Regions from separate parts of the Mus musculus genome. Here region 1 is linked to region 2. The links are chromatin contacts, called in public Hi-C maps. All regions are on one chromosome and are shown on one strand. The core of a region is the stretch at or near the end of the contact, and the rest is flanking DNA. Distances in the headings are between cores, read along the strand shown. Region 1 has its middle 40 kb from the start of 4930533N22Rik. Region 2 overlaps Slco3a1 (solute carrier organic anion transporter family, member 3a1).

Region 1 (2,700 bases), core at 153-2,652, 610 kb after region 2:
GGAGAATGGAAGGAATCTGCATAAGTTGACATATGAATACACAACATATAACTATCATATATTACTAGTTCTGTATGCAAAAAATACATATGAGTTTTATTATACATCCATTAAAGTAAAATATTTATTATTATTAAAATAAAGAGAGTCTGTACATTTTGAGAGCCAGTAAACCACTGCTCTTCACATCACACAAAAATAGACCAAATTTTCACAACCCTAAGCACTTATTGTTAGAGACTCAGCTAGATGTGACTGCAGGAGAGAAGGAAGAGTGTTACTGTTTGTTTGGAACAGAGAAGCTGCTGGTGTAAGAGAAATGTGCTAGATCTGGAGATCAAACGCACAGGACTAGGAGAGCTGAAAACGGTCATCAGAGGCAGGCACAAAACACATGGGGATTTACGTTCCAGGTCTGCGCCAATCCACATTCCCTAAAAGAACAAACAAACTTATAGAATGAATATGTGTTGCAAAGGGAATTAGTCATTTGGCTCACAAGATACAGCCTGGACAATCCAACAGTCACTTATATGCTGGAGAGACTGAGAACCCAGTGGCTGCTCATTCCACAAAGCTAAATTCATTACCAGCTCCAATCTGGCACTGAAGGTCTAGAGGATTCCTGGACAGCTACTGATCTTTAGTCCAGAGTGGAAAGCTAAAGAGGCAGCATTTTATAGTTAGGAAAAGATGAATGCATCAAAAGCATAGATGCACCCGTAGGCAAGGAGTGGAGGCAAGCAGGAAAGGGCAACACCGTTTTCCTTAGACTTCTTTCTAACGAGGCTTCACCAGTGGGAAGAGCTACCCACTCTAGGGGAGGACCTTACCCCTGCAGTTACCCGTTTGCACCTAAAGGTATATTTCCAGATCTAAAAAAGATTAACCATCACTAGTCCCAAAACCTGATGTGTCACCTAACTCCTTGAAGCCTCAAATCTCTAGCCTGAGCAAGTACTTTTCAATCTCAGAAAAGCATACTGAGGAATATCTGGCTGTGTGTCCAGCTAGCATATACCAACTGAATAAAGGGTATTTCTCCTCTCTCTTGCTCTGGTAAAAACCATTTATGTAATCACCAGTTTATGACCTTTGGAGAAACAGAGCTGTTGCTTTTAAGAGAGCATTGCACATGGTAGAAATTCATAAGGTATTCAGATCCTAGACTAGATTGTGGTAGAAACTCTGGCTTTCTTGTTGCTAAAGGTTTGGATTCTGGCCAACGGGAAACTGCTGTGAACTGACTTGCAAAAGAGTTTTACTGGGAAGAACATAATGTACAGGCTGGCATGGAAACTAGCTGTGGAAGGGGAAGTTCCAGCTCCAGTGATCAGGACTGAATGATACACAGAGATACCTATGTCCACGACCAGGACAGTGGGCTTCTCCAAGGTTGGCCTTGTTTGTGGAAGTGTGTATAAATGAGTTAAGCTCAGAGGCAGAGAGCAGAGTGCTACCCATAAGCCTACAAGTGACAGATACTTGGAGACCCCCACAAATGACTCTTTCATGCCTTTCAGGTGTGTGCATGTTGGGACACCCTGTTTGATATGAGTGATATTTTTTTCTTATTATCTAGTATCTCAGAGGGTGTACTCAGAATGTATGCAGTATCCTGGTGAAGAAGGTGTTAAGGTTCTGTAAAAACATTGTGGCTCCTGTCCCACATGACGGGAAAACCTTTTCCCCAAGAGATCAAGCCTTTACACCTTCTGAGGATCACCAGAATGTCAATATGACTTGTTCCATTACATGACTCCAAGTAGCTTCAGGACCGCAGCTTTCATGATGATTCAGTTTAAGTACCCTGTGCAAGAGAACTGATGCAATCACACACTGATTCATCTATGAAGCACACACTAGGAGAATGGAAGGAATCTGCATAGGTCGACATATGCATACACAACATATAGTGATCATCTATTACTAGTTCTACATGCAAAAAATACATATGGGTTTTATTATACTTCCATTAAAATAAAAGATTTATCTTTATAGAAATAAAAAGGATCAACAATTGCAAGACCCAGAGGACTAGGGAATGTACTGTGAGATTGTGTTTCCTGGTAGGTCAAAAGCTACCCCCAAAATTCTCACCAGCATGAATTCCTAAATGTGACCTAAATGAGGACAATAGATATGCAAAAGTAGGTGAAAGAAAGTGCCATGGCCTTGATTCTACAAGAAGAACTACAAGCAAGCATGGAGTGCTGGAGTGGAAGAAATAGTCTTTCCCAGGGAAGAGCACTCCAGTGATCACTCCTGATAACAAGCACATGAATAACATTATGCACAGGGCAGGCTATATTTACGAATCTACATGTATATATATATGTGCATGCAATAACAATTAATATGAAAAGAGGCCATGAATTTAAAAGAGAGAGAACAAGGTTATAGGGGAAGGTTTGGAAGAAGAAAAGGGAAGGAAAAGATACAGTGGTTATATTATTATCTCAAAAAGAAAAGAAAAAATAAAAATAAAAAGGAACCAATATACAAATTAGTTATCACATTCCCATGAATATATCTATGTCTTATTTAGTATAAAAACAAAGCAGCTATTATCAATACCTGGGTGCCTGTTTTATTATTACCATTAGAGCACCCATCTGAAATAAAAATGTAGCTACTTACAAAGCACGGTTTACTGAATATTAAAGAATGGTTTGAAGCAGGGCAGTTGTGACTTGTATC
Region 2 (2,700 bases), core at 129-2,628:
GAATAGTCACAGCGACCCTCAACGCCACCCTAGACACTTCCATCAGGATGGCTACTTGGAGCCGCCATTTAGCCTGTGTAACCTCACACCACGGGGCATTTTTCTGAGCTACAGAGATGTACAGCACTTTACTGCCACACTCTGCCTCTGACTTGTGTTTTGTTAAAGGCTAAAGGGGGTGTGTAAGTGCCTTTACTTCGCCAGTTCCAAAGTCCTCCGCCCTGTCCTCTGAATCCCTTCCAACTGAGAGGACTCTGTGTTCCCTCTTCTGTAGCCCAGAAGACTGGGAGATGCCCCAAGATCAGAGCTACTCCACCTATGTCTCACACCCCAGGGATGGGGCAAAGGGCCTGGGACAGACAAGAGCATTAGGGTTGGGCTGTTTTTCTCTCTTCCATCTCTATGAATACCAGGTCCTCCAGGTCCCGCTCAGTCTAACACACTGATTGCAATGGCCCCCTGCCTTAAGCTCATCTTTCACCTCAGTAGTCCCCCAGCTTGCTTGTTCCTTTCCACAGTTCTTAGCCAGTTCCCAGAAAATGGTTTAGAAGTGTTGGATGCCTAACTCCCAGATTTCTGTGTTGGCCCTCTCTGAGTAGGGAGGTGAGTTCTCAGAGAGCAGAGCTCCATGTGTGGGCAGACTGGGAGGGACCCTAACCCTAATCAGCACAGACTACATAGTGAATGTCTAGATACCCATCCCTATCCATAGCCAACATCAATGGGTGCTCACTGTCCTATCACTTTCCCCTGCTCCTCTTATCCTGTGGAATATTGGTGCCCATCCCAGACATCATTTCAGCTGTAAATACTGCAGGATGCCCTGTTTACAGGAAAGACACACTGATGCTCTCATGCCCTGACACCTAATGTTAATTCTGAATGGTTGCTTAGCTTTCATGGCCTTAACTTACTGTATCCCGAAACAGTGGTGGGAGTTACCACCAAAACTCCCTTTGCAGACCACTAAGCCAAGGAAAGCCAGTGGTGTGATAATTCTGGTTTTGTGAATCAAAGGCCATGTGATCTTTCCACTCTGCCTTCACCTCGCTGGGGGCAGAGGATGACACGCTTGGAGAGCAGCTGGCTCTGAATGAGCCTCATGCCCACACAGCACAATGTCTTGAGTCTTCACTGTACTCTGCCCTTCTTGAATCTGAGCAAGAATCCACCCTATTTGGCTGCTTTTAGCATTCTTTACTTTTCTTACTTTAACAGTATAAAGTTATAGCTCTAGTCACGTTAACGACTTCTGGCTTTATTTGCAGTCTTTGGGGAGAGAGGCAGGAAAAGACACGACAGATTTCTGTGTGGATTCTCCAGCACAGTCGCTCCGGGGAGGGCATTCCCCAATGATTCATAGTGACTCATTCATAACTTCCCCAGCAGATCTCAGCAGCGAAGGCAAACGCAAAGGAATTTTCATGGTTGAGGGATGCCTCTTCCCCTAGCCGGCTGGGCTCCTACCCTGGAGTCCCTTTAACCTGGAGCCTTTCATCTAGGTGTGGATGTTGATGGGGAAGCATCGGAACTGAGAACTGGGTCTTGCAGGATCACTAGACAGATCTGTATGCATGGGATAACACTGCTCTCACAAAACAAAATTGTGAGTGCCAATGACTTCTTCCTCAGATATTGCAGTACAGCATCGATCGAAGGACAGGGGAGATGACCCCTCACTGAGAACCACAGAGTCTCCGCCCTCTGTATGCACCAGTTCTCAAACTGTTATCACATTGCATCAAAAATACCTGCATGTACATCTGGGTTAGTTTCCTTAGGTCAGGACCTCTGAGCCCCAGCTATCAAAAGCTAAGTAATTCCTGGATTGGGTAGGATGCTGTCCTGGGTATTTCAGGTACTTAGGTGGACTCTCTTCCTGAAGCCCTGATAACCCAAACTGCCCAGAGGTTTCCCGTTATCCCTAGGCGGGTAGAAATGTCCCTGAGGGAAAACCCCTGATTCAGCGCATAGACTCGGTAATCTGTGACCTCTGCAATAACTGTGTTTCAATAATACCCAGTAGGATTGACTCTGAGTATAAGTCTTAAAGTAAGGGTTGGATTCCAAGGAACTGCCATGCGAAGCAGGTTGGAGATACAGTGCGATACAGATGGGACAGGTGAGGCTCAGAAGGTTCTGGGTCTTCTCAGCTACACAGTTAGGAGGGACGTGGCGAGTAAGTGTAGATACACTACGTCCAAACCCTAATGAGGGGAAGGCAGAGAATAGGGAACTCAAAGGAGGCTCTGGATCCTCCAGCTTTCTAGCTCCGACAGCCAAGGAACAGGGCAGATGATGCCACACAGACAGAACATTCTAAGCGCCTGCAGCTGTTAATTATAGAGGAGCGTGTTCTGAGACATGCTTCAGTCTGGATGGAGCCTCTGCGCTGACTGCAAACTGCCTGGAGCCTTGTGATCCGACCGAGCGTGGGGAGCGGCGGAGTCAACTCTTAAAAGCCTTCTCCAGTCCTTAAACTAGAGAATTAATGATAAGTGATCATAATTTGAACCACACGTACAACGTGGGGTGGCCAGACAAGGCTCAGAGCCCCAGTGCAATTGGTTTGTGAATGAGTTTAGTTCCAAGGCTTAAACACTATCTTAATTAGGTTTGGAGCTCACTTCCCTTTTTCTGAACAGGAAAACAGAATGGAGTAAGTAGCGCCGTAAGCAGTAAGTAGTAGATTCATATTTG

The links. A called contact is a pair of places that touch in the nucleus more often than the background predicts.
Region 1: a contact with region 2 is called in a Hi-C map of adipose-derived mesenchymal stem cells, with 2.0 times the contacts expected there. The contact joins two enhancer-like sites. A contact is called at or near these places in 6 of 484 Hi-C or Micro-C datasets (the N1E-115 cell line, adipose-derived mesenchymal stem cells, bone marrow-derived macrophages and 3 more) and 1 of 115 datasets of contacts at active chromatin or transcription factors (fibro-adipogenic progenitors).

Annotation. Positions count from the first base shown.
Region 1 is chr7:74,989,134-74,991,833 of GRCm38.p6, forward strand. No RefSeq gene overlaps it. Among named protein-coding and RNA genes, the nearest start is that of 4930533N22Rik, 40 kb to the right of the region's middle. Within about 2 kb of position 1,403, at least 2 of the 459 cell types and tissues checked have an H3K27ac peak or open chromatin away from gene starts, as enhancers often do. A contact at or near this core is called in adipose-derived mesenchymal stem cells, where this site is marked.
Region 2 is chr7:74,375,498-74,378,197 of GRCm38.p6, forward strand. All of the region lies in intron 2 of Slco3a1 (solute carrier organic anion transporter family, member 3a1), which reads right to left. Among named protein-coding and RNA genes, the nearest start is that of Slco3a1, 180 kb to the right of the region's middle. Within about 2 kb of position 1,379, at least 80 of the 459 cell types and tissues checked have an H3K27ac peak or open chromatin away from gene starts, as enhancers often do. A contact at or near this core is called in adipose-derived mesenchymal stem cells, where this site is marked.